2 separate regions of the Rattus norvegicus genome follow, and region 2 is linked to region 1. The links are chromatin contacts, called in public Hi-C maps. All regions are on one chromosome and are shown on one strand. Each heading gives the region's core, a stretch centred on a gene start, on an enhancer-like site or on the middle of the called end of the contact. The rest is flanking DNA. Distances are from core to core; before and after follow the strand shown. Region 1 overlaps Fgfr2 (fibroblast growth factor receptor 2). Region 2 holds the start of Fgfr2 (fibroblast growth factor receptor 2).

The links. A called contact is a pair of places that touch in the nucleus more often than the background predicts.
Region 2: a Hi-C map of the A7r5 cell line shows a contact between it and region 1, with 2.3 times the contacts expected there. The contact joins the promoter of Fgfr2 here to the enhancer-like site in region 1. A contact is called at or near these places in 4 of 12 Hi-C or Micro-C datasets (the A7r5 cell line, hepatocytes and liver).

The regions. Positions count from the first base shown.
Region 1 is chr1:194,199,976-194,204,439 of GRCr8, forward strand. All of the region lies in intron 9 of Fgfr2 (fibroblast growth factor receptor 2), which reads right to left. Among named protein-coding and RNA genes, the nearest start is that of Fgfr2, 79 kb to the right of the region's middle. Within about 2 kb of position 2,531, at least 3 of the 93 cell types and tissues checked have an H3K27ac peak or open chromatin away from gene starts, as enhancers often do. A contact at or near this core is called in the A7r5 cell line, where this site is marked.
Region 2 is chr1:194,278,306-194,282,769 of GRCr8, forward strand. It overlaps Fgfr2 (fibroblast growth factor receptor 2), which reads right to left and starts at 2,609. Exons shown (of 18, transcript NM_001109892.1): 1 at 2,157-2,609.

The sequences.
Region 1 (4,464 bases), core at 1,281-3,780:
TGTTTCCAGGAGTTTAACCATAGTATTTCTTCTTCTTAACTTTTTAAAAGCTAGGGGTTTCTTTTTTAATTTTACGTGTGTTAGTCTTTGGCCTGCACATATGTCTGTGTGAGGGTGTCGGACCCCTGGAACTGGAGTTGTGGACAGTTGTGAGCTGCCATGTGGGTGCTGAGAACTGAAGCCAGGTCCTCCAGAAGAGCCAGTGCTCTTAGCCGAGAAGCCATCTCTCCAGCCCCCTAATTTTTTTTTAAGACAGCCACTTAAGAATAAGCAGACAGACCCTACTGACTGCATTAGAGTTTGTTTTTTTACTTTTCCTTGTTCAGAACCCTGGATAACCAAGATCCTCTTAGTCCTGCTCAGCCTGTGGATCAAGGCTGTACTTCTGAGAGATCCTGCGATATGCTAACTCAAAGGCTGGGCTCAATTACAGGGTGCTGGACAAGCATGTGTGAAACCCCCACATTCAATTTTCAGCACCATAAAATAAAAACACATCCAGAATCAAATCAGCAGGTTAGGGATTCACAAACATTTAACAAGTGAGTCCCTCCACACTGTTGTTGCTTAAAAATGCCAAGAAAGATCTCTTTCTCAAGGAAAGCGCTGTAGGGTACGCATGGTGTGGTGGTTCGAATACTTGGCCCATAGGGAGGGGCACTATCAGGAGGTGTGGCCTTGTTAGGGGACACTTGGCCTTGTTGGAGGAAGTTTATCCCTGTGGGGGGTGGGCTTTCAGGCTTCCTTTACTCAAACTCCATCCAGTGTAGCACACAATCCCCTTCTGCTGCCTGTGGATCAAGATGCAGAACTCTCAGTTCCTTCTCCACCACCATGTCTGCCTGGAAGCGGCCATGTTTCCCGCCATGATGATAAGGAACTAAACCTCTGAAACTGTAAGCCAGCCCCGGTTAAACGTTTGCCTTGATAAGAGTTGCATAGGTCGTGATAACTCTTCACAGCAATAAAACCCTAACTAAGACACAGGGAAAGGCATCCTGCTAACTCAAAGCTTTCTCATTCAAGGAAAACTGAGTCGTAGTCATTGGGAGGTTATTCTCCATCTCCTCCAGGAGTCCTTCTGAACCTTGATGATGCCCAGCCCATTTAGTGAGAACAGGCTGGCTCTTGTCACTGAAGCTTCAGAAAGCAGGGCAATGAATGCATGAGACCAAGGGTTGAGGAAAAGACACTTTGACTCAGAACCACACAGGAAGGATCCTCTCCCAACGCCCGACCACACAAGGCTTCACCAAGTTTTCTCATTTACCTTGATGTATATTAGTCTATGTCAGACCCAGTGTCTGCCTCTCCTTAGCTGGTTTCTAAGAAAGAAAATACACGCAGAGCCCACACGAAGGCCGTGCCTGTGTATGGCCACACAATCTTGGTGTGATTGTTGGCTACTGGATAGTGTTTTCACCTCAGACCACAACTGAGGCTTTGGTCCAGGACACAAGGAGTGTGAGGTTAGACAAGAGCCACCCAGGCAGCACACCAGGGCCCCCTCGCTTCCAGCTCCCTCACGGATGACAATCCCCCGTTGAGTATACAAACTCCTTCTCAATCCAGCTAGCAAAGATGAAGCCAAAGGAACTTTCACAGGTGATCCTAGATAAGAATCCGAGGAACCCAAGGACTGTCCCATTGGCCAGCCCTTCTGCTCTTTGTAAACCCAACTACCCTTAATGGAATTGAGGAAAAGTGTTTGCAGTATTAAAGTCAGTGATGTACAAGGTTATTCTTGGCTACCTAGTGAGTTCAATCCCAGGGACCCTATCCCCCTCAAAAAAAAAAAAACCCCACAAAGAAATTTTAAGATTAATAAGTAAATTTTGATATGAAATATTATCATTTAAAATAGACACAGGGATATGTCTGAACCCTCTAAGTATCTTTTGGGAAGGGGAAAGATGATTTTCTTCTTAAATGAAAAATATGTATCTGTGTGCATGTGTTTGTATGCATATCAAAGGACAACTTCTGAGGATCTGTTCTCTTTTTCTACCACGTAGGTTCTGAGGATTGAACACAGACTACGGGGCTTGGTCTTTGCCCATTGAACCATCTCACCAACCCTCAAGGAGAAGCTATATTCAAATTCTACTATGGGACAGGACATTTACTCATTTTGCCACAACAAAAATTGATGCTTTTTTTTTTGGAAAAAAAAAAAGGGAAGGAACCTGATAATTTTGCATTAGAGAGCCATGCACTCAAGGATCCCAATCTCTATGGAAAATCCAGAAGCAAGCAAGGGAAGACGGGCCAGGAAACGTGTGAGTGCCTCTAGAAGCCACTCCCTCTGTTCCCTACTCCCGTGGTCCAGAACAGGAGCTCCACTCCAGCAAAACAAAAGATGACTCCCAAGCCCTTTCCACTGTCTACATGGTGTCCAGCCTAGCTGTGATGAGCAGGCTGCGTCAGAAACCAGGAGCCTCCTGACAACATCGAGATGTCCACTTTCTACTGCCCACAAAAGCACTGTGAGCTTCATCCACAGAGAAGGGACTCAGAAGATTCTGGAATGGGACTGGTCCATAGTGCTTCCCCGGAGACACCCGCCTGACTCATTCTGAATCAGGGTCATAAGTTATGCTTGCAAAAGGCATGTAATTTTTTTTTAAATTTAAGATCTTTCTGGAAGTCCTTCCTTACAAATGGGCGAACATCATCACCTGGTAGAAATATAGTAAAAATCCACACCGGAGGGTCAGAGGCAAGAGGCTACAGCCAAACTAGTAAAAGTCAACCCAGTAATGAGACAACCCAGGCTCCTGCCTGAGAGCCAAGAGCCAGCAGAGGCTGTGAGCAGCCAGGATGTTCTTTATAGGGCTGTCAACTTGTTCTGCATCCCTGGACCCTAAAGTTCCAAGCTTAAGTGTTAGGGGCCACTGTGTGCTAAGACAGTGAGGAGGGGACACTAATCGGGAAATCTCAGGAGACCACAGTTCTGAATGACGAGAATGGCCCAAAGCTAGTGGCACATCGAAGCCTCTGTGGCTTGTCCCTGGGAGTCAGTACTCACCCATGGAGGCTTACAGGATGGGTTGTAACCACAGGCATTTTCTGGAATGATTTCTAAGGATTTTAACCTTTGGGGAGAGAGATCAAGAATTGGGAAGCAAGGCAGGAAATGTTTTCTGGAAAGATATCTAAGGATTTAGCAGTGGTCACCTTAGGAGGGAGGGAAGGAGGGGGAGAGAGAGAGAGAGAGAGAGAGAGAGAGAGAGAGAGAGAGAGAGAGAGAGAGAGAGAGAGATCAAGAATAGGGAGCAAGGTAGGAAAACAGTCTTATTCTAGAACTTTCTACACCATTTAGATTTTATTACCCTGGCCTTGTGTTTCTTTTGTGTTTTAGTAGAAGTTCTTTCTTTAGTCAAAATATCATTCGGAATTAAATAAATATGAACCCAGGGGAAGAAGGCACAGGCTTGAAATATACAGACGTCAGTTAGAAACTAGCAAGACCCCTGTTTGCACTTCTCTCCCGTCCCCCCAGGTTGTTTTGTGATGTTTCCACATCCTTCAACATGACTGTCTAAGGCCAAGATGCCCTACGTGTGGCAGGCTACAGCCTGACCAGTGGCACTGTGAGGTCAAGGTCAGATTCCTGGGTCTACATCTCCGTTATAAAGCACACTACCTGTGAGTCTCAAGAGGACTCGACTACAGCTCACAGAGTTAGGAGGACAGAATGAAAACAGCATTAAGTGCTTTCTGCTGAGCTGGGGCAGTCATAGCTCACCAGACTGCTCTACTGGGTGGGTTTGTTCTGATGTTAGATGGTATACACCTTAATTGTGTGTCTGATTTGCAAGATGGGACCCTAAACTGCCAGCCTGGATGGCCTGGAGCTCCAGTGAGCAAGAAAAAACTATCCTTTTAAATGTAGGAATTAGGGGAGAGGAAGGAAAACTGTAGGGTAGCAAAGTCCTGCTGGTGAATATGACTTAGGGGCTGCCTCAAATCAGAGAGATTTACCATCGAGTCTGACATTAACTGCTCTGTGGAGAACCTTTGACCCAAACAGAATGCATACCATAGGCCTGAGGTACGAGTTTACCAAACACATACTCACCCCGCAACGGAGCACCTCCACAAGGTTTTAATGTGAACATTTTCAAAATGGGGAAACAGGAGAAGAAGAAAACTAAAATAATATGAAAGAAAGAAAAACAAAAACCCTGACAGTATTCATGGCGGCCATTGCTATTAAAATATCAAACTGCCTTTATGTGTGGGAATGTTGCTCAATATAAAGTGCAGACTCAGGTTCAACGTACAAGTCTGGAAAATACCTTTGTGAAAAACACCCAGAGAGAGAAAGGGTAAGAGAATACGCCAAGTATCTGAACATATAGAAAATGCTCTCCCTGTCTACAGAGGTATATCTTAATTTTACCTCCATGCGTTTTTACTATACTTTTAAAATCCCCTCTGGGGCTGTAAAGTGTGACTGGC
Region 2 (4,464 bases), core at 1,359-3,858, 78 kb after region 1:
TCAATCCTCCGCCTCTCTAGCAACTTTACAATCTCAGACTCTAGTAGGTCCTGCAGCAGGGTGCTCAGGCCACCTTCCCTACTAGTCACTACCCAGGAGTGCCTCAGTTCCAGCGGAATGTGGAAGATGGCCAGTGCCCCAGGCTGACTCAATTTGAACGTTGGTTCTTCGAAGGCCCAGTCCCACGGCAGCCCCCTCCTCAAACCTCTGTAAGGCGAGAAGTGAAGGCAGCAGGTCTGCGCAGCTCCTCACCGGAGTGGACAAAAGTGCTGAGCGACCTCCTAGGCAGGATAATTAGGTCCCAAGGCTCCGTGTTGGGAACACAGGCCCAGCATGCTGCTGGCGGCCACAATCCCAGCTTCCTGCCTTCAATACCATAATCCTTCCTGGAGGCTGAGCCCCAGAGAAAGCCCCAGCGTGTTTATTTTTTCCCCCTGAAAGGGGACTCTCTTCTCAGCCTAGAGGGAGGAGTCCTCACCCTCGCTCTGACGGATGGTTCTTCACGGCCACCCGCCCCTTGGGGTCATCTCCACACACGTCTGCCTCCAAAGACAGGCAAAGTGACCAGCAGAAAGGGCTGGCGAGCTTGCGCAGTGTTGTACACGTTTACACACACTCTTCCCCATCTCGCAAGGTTAATTTAAGGCCAGCCTGGAGGGAGTTGGGGGGGGGCAAGGAGGGGTGTGTTGCTACCTTAAAGGGTAGTTCCAGGATACCTCAGTGGACTGTGCAATTGACATTTTGTTCCCAAGTGGATTTCTCATGGGAGAAGTCAACACTCCCAGGTTAATACTATATGTAGGCCCCCTAACCTGACTCAAGGCTCCTTTACTTCTCGATCCCGGATGAATTAAGGAAGGGAGCTGTCATGGGTTCGAGGAGGCGAGGAGGGGGGTCCTAAACACAATGAAATCCCAAAAATATAAACTGCCGTACTCCGAGCAGCTTGGGGTGCACATCGCCACCCTATTTCATTGTAGCGTTTCTTTCATTTGTCAGCCTGGAATATCCTGTTTTGTCCCTCTTCTTGGGGCGCTAAAGAGCTCTGAGAAATCTGCATTTTAATTGACATTCCAACGAGAGGGAGAGGGGCGCCTGATTGCTTTTCTATTCAAACTAAACAGGCTTTTCAGATGAAAATGAGTCCAGGCTGGTAGAAGATTTACAGGGATTTGGGACGCTAAGGACAATAGAGTTTTAAATGTTGATAGCGTTTCACACCAAACACATAATGGGTGCCCAGAGTTTGAAAGCAAGTCTGCTTCTAAGGGTAGGTTTTATTGAACTGGGGGGGGGGGGGAGACGTGGGGGGGATTGAGGAAGGAAGGTCTTGGGAAGTTTGCAGGGGCGCGGAGCTGAAGCTGGCCTCCCGCGCCTGCCCCCTGGCCGCGACGGTGGAAGACAGCGCCACGCAGGGCCCTCTGCCGATTCCCCCGCGCTGAAAGAATGAGCGCGCAAGTTAGAACTCGCCTGTGCTTTCAACATCTCGGCGCGGCTGCGGTAGGAGCTGCTAGAAGAACTAGGAAAAGTCGGTCCAGTTCGCCCCCTAGCCCCAGGCGCGCGGCGATCCCTCCTGCGCCAACCGCTGTGACCAGAGAGGGACCGCCAGCACCGGAATCCCGAACCAAAGCCATTGCCTCCCCAAAGGTGTCATCCGGGCATCTCCATCCCTTTGGGGATGTTGCCTGACACACTCCAGCAGTTTCTTCCCAAGAAAGAACCTCTCCCAAGGGTCTGTGTAGTACCAGGCTGGAGCTTCCAGAATCCAAGAACCAGGCACCCCAAAGATGCCCTTCCCGAACCTCCGCCTATGGGCTGTGCCACTGGCAGGCGGCCCCACGGCGCGCCGGCTCTGAGCTCAAAGGAACGCGCCCAGTAGGCAGGACTGTGCCCGCCGGAGTCTGACAGGAAAGGGGTGCCGGCGGCAGAGACAGATGTCAGCATTTGGATGGAGGTGCTGAAAGAACCCCCCCCCAAAAGCCAGCCATCCGCATTCATCCACTCCTCCATCACCAATACAGCCAGAGACTGACAGGGCGCGCCCCCAAATCGTTTTACCCGCGCCCTCCTCCCCGGGATCCTGCGCCTCGCATCCTCCCACTGAACCCACTTTCCCGGCTGGCGAAGCTCCGGAAGGCGTTCGGTACGACGATTACCTTGAATGGCAGCGCTCCTCTGCGCTCGGTGTTGGCGTCGAAGCCCTGAGTGGGTCGGGATGGAGCAGGCGATGAGCTCGGAGGAAAACTCCAAAAAGAGAATGATCCCTTGGGTGGAAGCGGGCGCCAAGGTTCCGAGGCTTCACGCGCGCTGGGGATCGCAGAACAGCGCGGACATGACGCCGGAGCTGCCCTCGGATCTGGGCAGCAGCAGAAGAAAGAACTGGGGCTTGGCGTTGCCTACTCCAAACTTTGCTGGCGAGTGGTGAACACTCGCAGCGCTCAGGAACGCTGAGGCCCGGGGGCTCACGCCCGGCCCCCGCCAGCCCGGAGAGCAGTCGCCACGCCGGGCCAGGGACACACAGGCAGCCTCAGCACCGGAGCTCTGGCAGCCGCGCGCTCGATCGTCCGTGCGCCCGCTCTGCGCCCGCCGCCGCCGCTCGCCTCTCCCGGCGCTCTCCCCGCGCCGCCCGCGCCGCCGCCGCAGCCTCCTCGGGCGGGTCACGCCCCCCGCTGAAACCCGAGCCGTTTCCTGGACGGCGGCGCCCGCTCTGCCAATCAGCGCTGCGCGCTGGGGCAGTCCCGAGCCCCGCGCGGCTCCCGACGCCTAGCAGCCGCAAAGAGACACCCGCCAGGCAGGCGAGGGGCCCCGCCGCGCTGCCCGCAGGGGTGCACAGATGACCTCTCGGAACCCGGCTAGTGAACCGCCCTGTACGCCTCTGTCCCCTCGTAGCCAGCCAGCTTCGGTGCAGAGAGAATAAGTTAAGTTGTTTTATGTCAAGTTAGGAAACAAATGGCAGAATGCTGTGCAACTTCAGACACCTTAGAATAGGTCTGCAGCGTACTAGGGCCAGACATTTCGCGTCACTGAAGCTTCGAGGGTAGAAGCAGCTAATGTTCGTGGAAGGTGTTGCATTATCTTGTTCTTCTGAACAATAGAAGGGGGCGTGTGTTTGGGAAAGGACCAAGTGAATAGGTAATTGTACTTAGTCCGCACATCTGCCCACAGAGTAACATAGCCAGATTCTGACAAGAAAACTGAAGATCCGAGAGGTTAACACAACTGGCTGCTGGTTGAGCCCTTAAATGTGGCTGTCTTCGAAAAAGCCAAAAACAGAAAACATCTTGTTTAATAGTATCAATTAAACACAAACATAACGAGATTAACATAAAGAAATCCAAAGGAGGGCTGGAGAGATGATTCAGAAGTTTAGAGTGCTTCCTGCCTTCCAGAGGGCCAGAAACCAATGGCTGGCATACTATCAGGCACTCACAATGGCCTGTAACTCCGGCTGCAGAGGCATCCAAAACCTCTGGTCTCCTTAGGAAGCTGCACTGGTGAACACAAAGATACAGTCACATAGTTTAAAAATAAAAATACCCCAGCTCCGAAAAAAAGAACCAAAAAATAAATAAATAAATAAAAATAAATATTTAAAAGAAAGTGAGGCTGGAGAAATGGCTCAGTGGTTAAGAGTACTACCAGAGACCGGCTCAATTCCCAGCATCCACATGCTGGCTCACAACCACCTTTTACTCCAGTTCCAGGGGCCCCGACACCCTCTACTGGCTTCTGGGGATACTGCATGCACAGTGTGCAGATGGACATGCAGGCAAACGTCCATAACTCATCAAATAAAATGAGAATGAATGAATGAATGAATGAATGAATGAATGAATGAATGAATGAATGGGAAGAAATCCAAGAGTCTAGAGAGGCATTGGAGATGTAGTGCAGTGGTAGATGGCTTGCCTTGACGTACAAGGCCCTGTGTCTGATCTCCACACCCACAAGAAAGAAACAAAGAAACAGAAACAGAAAATACATGCACTCTATCAGAAAAGAAAAAGTCGTCTGATCTTGAGCAAATTGGATTCCTCTCTCTGACTCTAACGTTGCAAAGCAGGAGTCTTTAACGAAACTGTCAGGCCGGGTTGTAACTGATTGGCATCTCCCATTTGTCTCTTCCACTAGACTATCTTGGGATCATTTATCTCTCAATATGTGTTCCCTTTCCTTCCTTCAACCCTTGAGCAACGGTGCTTAAGTTCAAGGCCACATAAATTGTAACCCTACACTCAGAAGTGTGTGAGGCAGGAGAATTGCCTTGAGTGCGGCGGGGGGCCGACTTGGTCTACATGGTAAGTTTGAAGACAGCTACATTGTGTCTAAATAAATAAATAAAATCTTGATTAGTGAGCCAATCATAATAGTACATGCTGTATTCCCAGACCTCACACGATAAAGAAAAGTTGGGGAGTTTGAAACCAGTCTCAGGTACGTGCTGAGTTCGTATCAGGCCTGGGC